2 separate regions of the Mus musculus genome follow, and region 2 is linked to region 1. A link is a contact called in public Hi-C data. All regions are on one chromosome and are shown on one strand. The core of a region is the stretch at or near the end of the contact, and the rest is flanking DNA. Distances in the headings are between cores, read along the strand shown. Region 1 overlaps Coro2b (coronin, actin binding protein, 2B). Region 2 has its middle 9.6 kb from the start of Gm39352.

Evidence for each region. A called contact is a pair of places that touch in the nucleus more often than the background predicts.
Region 2: a Hi-C map of cerebellum shows a contact between it and region 1, with 2.6 times the contacts expected there. The contact joins two enhancer-like sites. A contact is called at or near these places in 2 of 15 datasets of contacts at CTCF or cohesin (embryonic stem cells and pro-B cells), 82 of 484 Hi-C or Micro-C datasets (the 3T3-L1 cell line, the 63-12 cell line, the AML12 cell line and 54 more), 15 of 115 datasets of contacts at active chromatin or transcription factors (T-cell acute lymphoblastic leukemia, acute myeloid leukemia, astrocytes and 9 more) and 3 of 9 other capture datasets (embryonic stem cells, liver and pancreatic islet).

What each region holds. Positions count from the first base shown.
Region 1 is chr9:62,450,079-62,454,695 of GRCm38.p6, forward strand. It overlaps Coro2b (coronin, actin binding protein, 2B), which reads right to left. Exons shown (of 12, transcript NM_175484.3): 3 at 4,451-4,567. Among named protein-coding and RNA genes, the nearest start is that of Gm40523, 37 kb to the left of the region's middle. Within about 2 kb of position 2,118, at least 59 of the 459 cell types and tissues checked have an H3K27ac peak or open chromatin away from gene starts, as enhancers often do. A contact at or near this core is called in cerebellum, where this site is marked.
Region 2 is chr9:62,548,569-62,553,185 of GRCm38.p6, forward strand. No RefSeq gene overlaps it. Among named protein-coding and RNA genes, the nearest start is that of Gm39352, 9.6 kb to the left of the region's middle. Within about 2 kb of position 2,258, at least 32 of the 459 cell types and tissues checked have an H3K27ac peak or open chromatin away from gene starts, as enhancers often do. A contact at or near this core is called in cerebellum, where this site is marked.

The sequences.
Region 1 (4,617 bases), core at 868-3,367:
CAGCCAATGCTGTCATTGTTCTTGTTCCTTGATCATAAAAGGTCCCTAGCTCAACTAATAAGAACATGCCTTTCTGAACTTCAAGCTGTTCCCTAAGATTTCTTTTTTTACATCAGAGCCAGTAGTAAAAACATCTCAACCTAGCTTCACTAACAACCTTACTTTTCCAAATGTTTTCTAAGGGTGGAAGACATCGCTGACAATCTACATCTCTGAGTTCTTCTCTAGGGTGGTGACAGAATTACAATCTGCTCCAGCAGCAGTGCCTGAAAGAAGTCAAGCATCAGGACTGCGAATGCCAGAGATACTGCCCAGGGAGGGCCTGGACGCCTCCTTAGAGGTTTCATACAATTCCTAGATGAAGAGGGATATGAGGGCAGCAGGCAGAGCAGAGCCCCATAACAGCATGAAGTCCTCAGGACACGTGGCCCTCGGGCTGTGACACACTGAGGCTCACCCATGTGGCTGTGGTAAGCCGTGGGCTGCACTCCATGAGTTCTAAGGCCATCTGTCTGTCCTCCTGCATGGCCTCCTGCAGGAAAGGACCAAGACCAGCAAAGGCTTCTTGGGGATGATGTTCCTAGCCCTGGTAGGAAACACTGTGTCTGGTATACCTGTGAACCTCCTAGACCGGCCTCTGTATGTATGCTGCACAGTGAGTTGACCCTTCAGGCTGGAATGGGCTGGTGGAGGAAGTTCAGGAGAACTTATGGCAGGAAGGCCAGTCAGAGGCTCCTTAAACACGGGCTGCAGGGCCAGGTGGGGAGGACTCTTCTGCATGTCTGAATGCTCAATGCCCAACTCGGGACACACAGAGAGTGTGCAATGGATCCAGACTGTTAGCCTGCCATGGTTCTGGGCCTCAGTTTTGTCCCCTATAGAAGCAAGGCCTTGGCGAGGCAGCAGGGCAGGAGTCTGGAAAGCTGCTTGCTACAGACTCCTGATGTAACCTCGGGTTCGGGGTCCAGCTCTTCAGGAGCAACTGAGCTTCGCCCTGGGCCTGTGGGCTCCAAGGCTAAAGTCCTAAGTACTGCACAGGTGTGAGCAGAAACCAGCGGGCTAAGGAGGCTCTGAGCCTGGCTTCTAGCAGGCCTGGCAGCTGCTGAAAAGCTTAGGTCCTCCCCTATCTCAGACTTAATCACCTGTCTACATCAGCAGCCTCCATCCAGGTGACCGGAGCCTTATGTCCCCCCAAAAGCTGGCTGAGGCCCCTTCAGACCCCCACCCCCATCCCCTGGATCCCAAAGGATCCTTGGATGGTTTGAGAAGCTCCGGCGGCAGAGTTAAGCTCACCCTGCCTTTCCTCCTTTATCTGTCCCAACCTCCCTCTGCAACCCTCTCTCCTGCTTACTCCCCGGTGACATCACCCACAGCTCCAACCAAGCTGGAGGACTCGCCTTTTCTTAGGCACCCTGCTTACTCCCTCCAGGCCTTGTTCTAGGCCAGGACTCTTCTTGGGTTCACTTTAACCCTTTCTCTTCTGGTTGAAGTGTAACCGTACTGACAGGAATGAAGCTATCCTAAAGAAACTTGTGCCCTCTTTCTGGTTATTAGACTGTTAAGAAAATGGCTCCTAACAAATTGGAATCCCCATAGGAATCTCATGTTGGGAGAAGCAAGAGTCTGAAACCTAGCGCCAGCCGTGAGTGGGTGGGGGTGGGGAGCTTATCTCTTCTATTTTTGGTTGTGAGCCCAGCCTTTAACTAAGGGCTGAGCCATCTCTCCAGCCCCGGGGAGCTTATCTCAAGGAAAGGTTTCATACAGTTTCCACAGCTTGTTTGGTCACCTTGAAGAAGAGACTGGAAGCCAGCATTGATGGGCCAGTGATGGACAGGACCATAGCTCACCAGGAATGCTATCTGAATAAATAATTTACCAAAGAAGTCTCCTTTCTCTGTGTTTCACTATTACCTTGTCTGTTTAATTGTTTAATTGAGGATGGGTGGCCCAGGCTCTCGCCCTAGTGAACAAACTCCCAGTCTTCCAGGACCAGCCCTCCCACGTTCCCTCCTCTGTATCTGGGTCTTCATTAGCTCCTCCCTCTTGTCTGTGCCCACAGCCTTTGTGGAGTCCTGACTCATCTCTATGTGTCTGTGGGCTCTGCCTCCCTGCTGGGGCTGTCTGCAGAGCAGGACTGAAGCAGCAAGCACCTGTGAGGTGCCAGGCACAGCGGTATGCATGGGCTTCTTCATATCCTGGTCACTATGCTGAGGAGGGCCCTGCTATTACTGCCTCTGAGATGAGCAGAGCCAGGGTCCGGAGAGGCGAAGCCATATGCCATTGGGCACCCAGCTAAGCAGCGGCACCGACGTCTCATCTCAAGGCCACCAGATTCCACAGTAGAGACTTTGGACCCCAGCATCCCATCAGGCTGTCCACCAGTGGGTACCGATCATGTGACTCCTGTAGCAGGGCTGAGCCTTGAGTTTGTCTGACCACACACCATGCATGTCTTGTGCATTGGCTACATCCAGGAGTAGGGAGCAACAGCAGATGGAGGAAGAGGCTGAGCTAACACAGGCCGGTCCTCCTGATTGTCTTTCCCTTTCCCAGCTGGGTCTTACGCTGTCCCTTCGTGCGCTGCCTGCCTCCCAGGGGGAGAGTGCATGTGGAGTCCTGAGGCCAGAGTGCATACAAGAGCCCAGAATCTCAAGACTGTCTGCTCACTGCTGGCTGGTGAGTCACTCAGCCCTTCCAGTAGGCTGGGACAGAGACAGATGCAGTCCTTGTCCTCCTGGGCTCCCTAGGTGGGGAGCAGCCTTGCCTGCCCTGAGCTTGCTGAGCCCTGAGCCTTTCTCCAGTTGACCATCATGTTTACCAGGCACCAGGAGCTCCATCTGCCTCCTTCCCAGCCTGGGGAGCAGCCAGTGATTCCTTGGGCTCTGTGGCCTTTCCTGGATCCACCTCCTGTCCACACATCTGCAGCTCTAGTCTTCCTGTGACCTGGCCCCTGATAGCTGTCCTGTGGTCACTTGGGTCCTGAAGCTGCTGAAGAAAGTAACAAAGCCAATAGAGTTCCTTCCCCACTTCCATTCACTGTCCCCACAGACATTTTCTGCCCTCAGGAATCTTTCTAGCCAGCCAAGCCCTGTCTGCTTTTCCAGTGCACCCTCCATCTCTTTGTTATGTAAGTTCTGAGCCTGCGATCTGATCTCACTCTCCACTTGGGAATTCATGGAGATGTTACTGTCTGTTTCTCCTTTTCCATCGTAATTATTCATTATCTATCTATCTATCTATCTATCTATCTATCTATCTATCTATCATCTATCATCTATCTAATCATCCAACTTTATATCCAGCCATTCAACCATCTCTCTATCAGTCATGCATCCAGACATCTAACCATCCATCCATGTGTGTATTCTTCGGTCTGTGCACATATCTAACTCGAGTTTTTCATTCAGTTCACAGCAAGAGGGTTTGTTTGTTTGTTTGTTTGTTTGTTTTAGATATGAGGTCTTGTGTTAGATGCCAGGGACTCAGAGCCAAATGGGCCATGCTCTCTTCCTTCTGGAGTTCAAGGTCCAGCTGGGGAACACAGGGAGACAGCTCTGAAGTTGTTTCCAGTTCTAGTATCCTGGGCTCATAACCTGTCCTCCGACTACGCCAGTGAGCACTAGGTAACCAGTGGCCTGGCTGGAGAGCAGAGGCTCCTTCACTTGGGAATAGAGGGAGCTCTTGTATCAGCTTGGCTGAGTCCTACTCTGTTCCATTGCCCCTCTGAGGCAGCTACACTGAGGAAGGATAGACAGGAAGCTGCACTGATGTCTGTGTCCCTGGATTTTCCAGTCGTTTTCTACCTTCATCTCTGGGGATTGAACTCGGGTCCTCATGCTTGCTCAGCAAGCCCTTAACCAAGTTGAGCAGTATCTCCAGTTTCTGCTCTTCCCTCCCATCTCCAGCTCCCTCTTCTCTCCACCCATCCGCTCTCGCCTCTGCTCTCTCTCCTATTTACTTCATCTTCCCACGAGGGGTAGAACGTGGAAAGTTGGGATTCAATATCCCCAAAGTGACCCTTGTCACCACAGTCCTTGAAGCCGCAGCTCCCAGATGATAAATGATGGGACATTTACCATGTGAGCCTGAAATGCTCAGGAGCCCTCCTCCCCTTGCTTCCTCTCCTTCCTCCTTTCTCCTCCCCATCTTCCTTTCCTTCACCATAGAGCACAGGCAGAGGCTGAATCACACACCTAAGTTTTTGGTTCTAATTCTCACCTACAAAGCAACACTTCCAAACTTGGAAGCACGGGGTGTGTCCAGCAGAGATCCTCTCCCTCAGTCCCTTCCCGACCCTTGTCTTGTCCTCTCTATTTTGGGACTGGTTGGAGAGGGAGGGAGGGGGCAAGGCTGAGAGGAGAAAGAGGTAGTGTGTATAGAGGCTCTCTAGGGGAAGCAGGGAGGTACATGCTCAGGGTTATGCCTGGGAAGCACCCATTGCTCAGCTCACCGAAGTGTCCTCGGAGCAAGAGGCGATGATGTTGTCAATGAAGGGGTTCCATTTGATGTCCAGCACGTTGCCCTGATGACCGCATACCTTGGGGTAGTTTGGCTCGATTCTGCCTGTCTGTAGGGAGAGACAAATCATTAGGTTGCTGTCCCCATTCAGAGTGGCTC
Region 2 (4,617 bases), core at 1,008-3,507, 99 kb after region 1:
TGACTTTAGTCAGTACCTCACTTTGTAGTAGCTTAGGGTTGCAGAGAGAGAGGCTGCGGATGCAGGCCCGGATGGCCGTGAGTGCCTCTCTCTCTGAGGACAGGGCCTGCTGGATCCTGCAAGTCTTACTATTCTATGCTTTTGTTTTGTTTCCAGAATTTTACTCCCTCCCCCGCCCCATTTCACTAGTGATTTTTTTTCATTAACACATCGGTTATGTAAGAACGCATTGTTTAAATTTCCATATATTTGTGAATTCTCCTGTTTTTTCTTATGTTGTTTTTTTGTTCTAGTTCATTGTGGTAAAAAAGACATGTGCTTTTGGATGGTTTCAATTGTTAAAATGTCCCGAGCTTTGTCTTGCTGCCTAGCACACGGCCTGCGCTGGAGACTGCCTGTGTGTGCATGGGGAGGAGCTGGACTTCTGGTTTATCGTCTGTTTGCTGTTGCCGTAACAGAATACTACAGACTGGGTAGTTTATGAACAGAAAAGGTTTATCTGGCTCAGAAATTGGAGCACTGAGAAGTTCAGAGCCTGGTGGTATCTGGTGAGGGCCATACCAGTCACAAAGCACTGCAGGACATCACCCAGTGAGAGGACCTTCATGTCCTAATTCAGAGCTCCGTTCCTTTTTTTATATAGCCACGTCCATTCAACCGTCGGACAAATGCTCCCTCTGGCTATAGGACTCCATTAACTTTATCTTCCCCCAAAGGTCCCACCTCCACGAGTTACAGTCAAATTGGTTTCTCTCCTCTTAATTTATTAATTAATTAATACCTCACAATGGAGATAAAATTTCGTTGATGGAACGCTTACCACGAGTTGAGTTGCTGTTGAGTGAGTGCTGTTTAGACCTCTGTCTCTGTACTGACCTTCCATTTAGCTGGTCCATGTGCTATTGATGATGAGACATCACTATTCTTAACTATTGTAGATATGTCTTGGGTTTTTGTCAATATTTACCTATATTGGGGGGGGGGTCCGCTGTCCTGCATTTATACGGTCATTAAATCTTCTGATAGATTGACCTTTTATCAAGATAGAGCAGTCTCTCTTGTCTCTGTAATAATTTTAAATTTAATGCCATTTACAAATATCGGTTATTATTTGTGAGGAATACTTTTATTTATCTTTTTATTGTATCCTTCTTGTGTCTGTAGCAGGCTTCAGTGTACACTTACCAGGTAATCAAATAAAAACACGGGCTGTTTCGTTATATTTGAATTTCAAAGACGGGAACAGTGAGCAATTGTTTTAGTGCAAGAACTTTCCATACAACAGGTGTGGTTCAGTTATGTTAGAATTTTTACAGTCTAACTTCTCTGTCTCAACATCTCAGTTGATTCCCCCGCTTCCAGATCTACAGTCCTTGAAGCTGTGCTAGCCTAGCTCTTGTGCTGGTGACCGGTGCCGCCAAATCCAGAAGAATGTGGCCGGTGCGCCCTCTGGTGGACATATCTTGGAACTACAACTCCAGAGTCGGAAAGCCTTGTGCAGAGCACGGATTGATGTCCCACTATTGCTGTTTTCCATGAGAACCTGAAAGGTCCCTGCAGATACTGCAAACCGAGGGAAAGAACCAGACAGAAGGGCTTAGGAGCATCTCCCCACATGCAGACCTTGCATCTTCACACATGAGCATGCGGGGATTTGGCAGGCCAGTAGCTGGTCTTGAATCCGCTGGCGCTCTCCAAATTACCCATACACTGCTGGGGTCTCTGAAGATTCTGTAAGAAAGCTCTAGAATTTTCAAAGCAAAAAACTTCAAGGTTTCTAATTCTGGAACCAGGCTGTGGCTCTTCCTGCAACTGGGCAAATCTGCTGCAAGGATATTTTTTTCCCCTGAAGCAGGCACTCTGTACAAAGCCCGCTCAGTCGGTGTTTATCTAACAAAACTGAAGATGACAGACAGGGTAGGGAAGAAGAGTACATTACTAAGTGGCAGAAGGGGCCATGTCCCCATGGGTCACCTCAGCAACAGAGGCTTGGGGGAATGAGAGCTGCCTCTTCTAGTATTCTGATGGCTTTATAATAAACAGGCAGGTTTCCCTCAGCTGAGCCCACTCCTTCTCTAGGTCCCTCTGGTTGCTCATGTGGGAAATCCACCTGCCTCCAGAGCCTTCTCTGGCCCCGTAGAGGTGGGAGCTGCAGAAGATGGGGTACCAGCTGTCCTCCACCAACACCTTTATTGCTCAGTGGGCAGGTTGGATCGTGACACTCTCACCCCGCCCCCTGCAGGCCAGGGGAGGAGATCGCAGGCCTGAAGTCACCAGGAGTGAGTCACCTGATGGAGTCTGCCCTGTGTCTGCGTGCCAGGTCCTGGGCAGAGCTGACATTCTGTTTGGTGGGTAGCTTCCTTCCCCACAGTGCTCGAAGGTTGTTCTGATAGCAGAGGAGGGCGCAGGGCTGGCCGCAGGCCTTTCTGTCACTGACAGGGACTGAGGCCGGAGAATCAGGCAGATGGCCGAGGGTGATTGGTCTGTGCTGTGGAGCTGAAGCCAATGCGGGCAGCAGAGCTCCTTTGGCACAGGCACACAGTTCTGCCCTGGTACCCACAACAGTGTCACTGGACCTTCTGGAGACAGGGTCTTTGGAGATGGTGTCGTTGGTTGGCCTTAGGCCTGGGGAGAGAGTGGACGCCCTTGCAGAGGAAGGGAGGGCCAGCTGAGCCTGCTCTAGACTGGATGGTGTAGAAAACGCTGCCCACTGTTCAGATCCTCTGCCCGCCAGTGGGGTGGGCCTGGGAGTCTCCATTGGACACTCAACTCTTGTCACTGGGGTGTGGGGTGTGGCAGTTTGGAGTCAGGCCTGGCTTTCGGTCCCAGCCCTGCCGTTTACTGGCTGGCATCTGATTTCAACAAGGATATTTTGGTTAACCAAATTTGTTTTCTATAGGTTGAAAGTTTGTCTGCTTATCGTAGAAAATGTGGTAAAATTCGGAAAAACCACAAAGGAACAAAACAAAAACAAACAAACAAACAAAAAAGACAAAAACACCAAAGCCTGGAAATGAGAGCGAGTTGAGGTTTCCTTCTACAACTTGTTTTTTAAGGTTTTTTGGTAAGGTTTTATTGTTCATTTCTTGGGGGTGTGGATCCTGCAAGAACTCACATCTTGGAGGTCAGAGGTCAACTCCTTGCATTCTGTGGTTTCCATCCCAGACGCCTCCCCAGGCTTGGCTGAAAGCGCCTGTCTGGTGAACCAACTGGACAGTGGCTTTGTTACAGTTGTCAGGGTTGAAATCAATACTGTGTGATATAAGGATGCAACATTGTAGATGCATCCTCCACTCACTACAGGTTTTTGTTTTTTTCCAAATCTCTCTTGTTTGTTAAGACAAGATGGCAGGCCATCTTCAAAGTCACCGTTTAAGCAAGGATGACCCTGAACAGAGCTATGCACCACCATGCCCACCTCAGACTCTTCTTTTTGGGGGTTCATAATATTCTTTTCTCTAAGCAGCTATAATAACCCTCAATGTTGCCCTGTTGTTAAATAAGTTGTTTCAGTTTTGGCAACTACAAACACTGCCCCATGTTCATCTCTGCACATAGATATTCTGTTCTGTTCTGTTCTGTTTTTTTGTTTGTTTGTTTTTTGTTTTGTTTTGTTTTGTTTTGACAGGGTTTCTCTGTGTAGCCCTGGCTGTCCAAGACTGGCTGTGTAGACCAGGCTGGCCTCCAACTCAGAGTTTTGCCTGCCTCTGCCTCCCAAGTGCTGAGATTAAAGGTGTGTGCCATCACACCTGCCTCTGTTTATTTCTTTAGGATATGTTGCAAACATTGAAACTACTGAGTAAAAGGAGTTTGTTTGTTTGTTTGTTTGTATACTTGAGACAGGACAAGACATGTCTTAGGGTTTTATTGCTATAAAGAGACACCATGACCAAGGCAGCTCTTATAAAGAACCACATCTAATTGGGGCTGGCTTACAGGTTCAGTCCATTATGGTCATGGTGGGAAACATGGCAGTGTGCAGGCAGGCATGGTGATGGAGAAGGAGCTGAGAGTTCTACATCTCGATCCGAAGGCAGCAGAAGGAAACCATGTGACTTCAACTAGCTTGAGCTCATATAACCCCAAAGCCTCCCTCCCAGTGACACAACTCCTCCAACGAGGTCACACCTTCTAATAGTGCCACTTCCTATGACCAAGCATTCAAAATGTCTGTGGGAGCCATACCTACTCAAACTATCACACAGCGTCTCACTCTATAGCCCCGGTTAGCCTAGAACTCACTGCTTAGACCAGGCTGACCACCAATTCACAAGGATCCACTTGCCTCCTCCTCTGCTGGGATTAAAGGTGTGTGCCCCTATACCTGGTGGGAGAGAGTACTTTCTTAGGGTGGAAAATTTTAAGTTACTGTCCAGTTTACCAGTTCACACCCCAGTGTTTTCACAGACGTACCCCCAGAGTTGGACGTGAGGATGTTGCCGGTACCCATCCTTCTTTGACCTGCCATACACCTGAGACTCTTGGTTTCCAGCTGGGTTCTGGTCATTTTCAGGCCTCACTGGCACCTCCAGCTCTCCTGGATATTGGACGACTGGAAGAAGGGTGGGAGGGTGGGCCACCAACGGATCCACGGTGTCCCCTTCCTCAGGCCAGGGT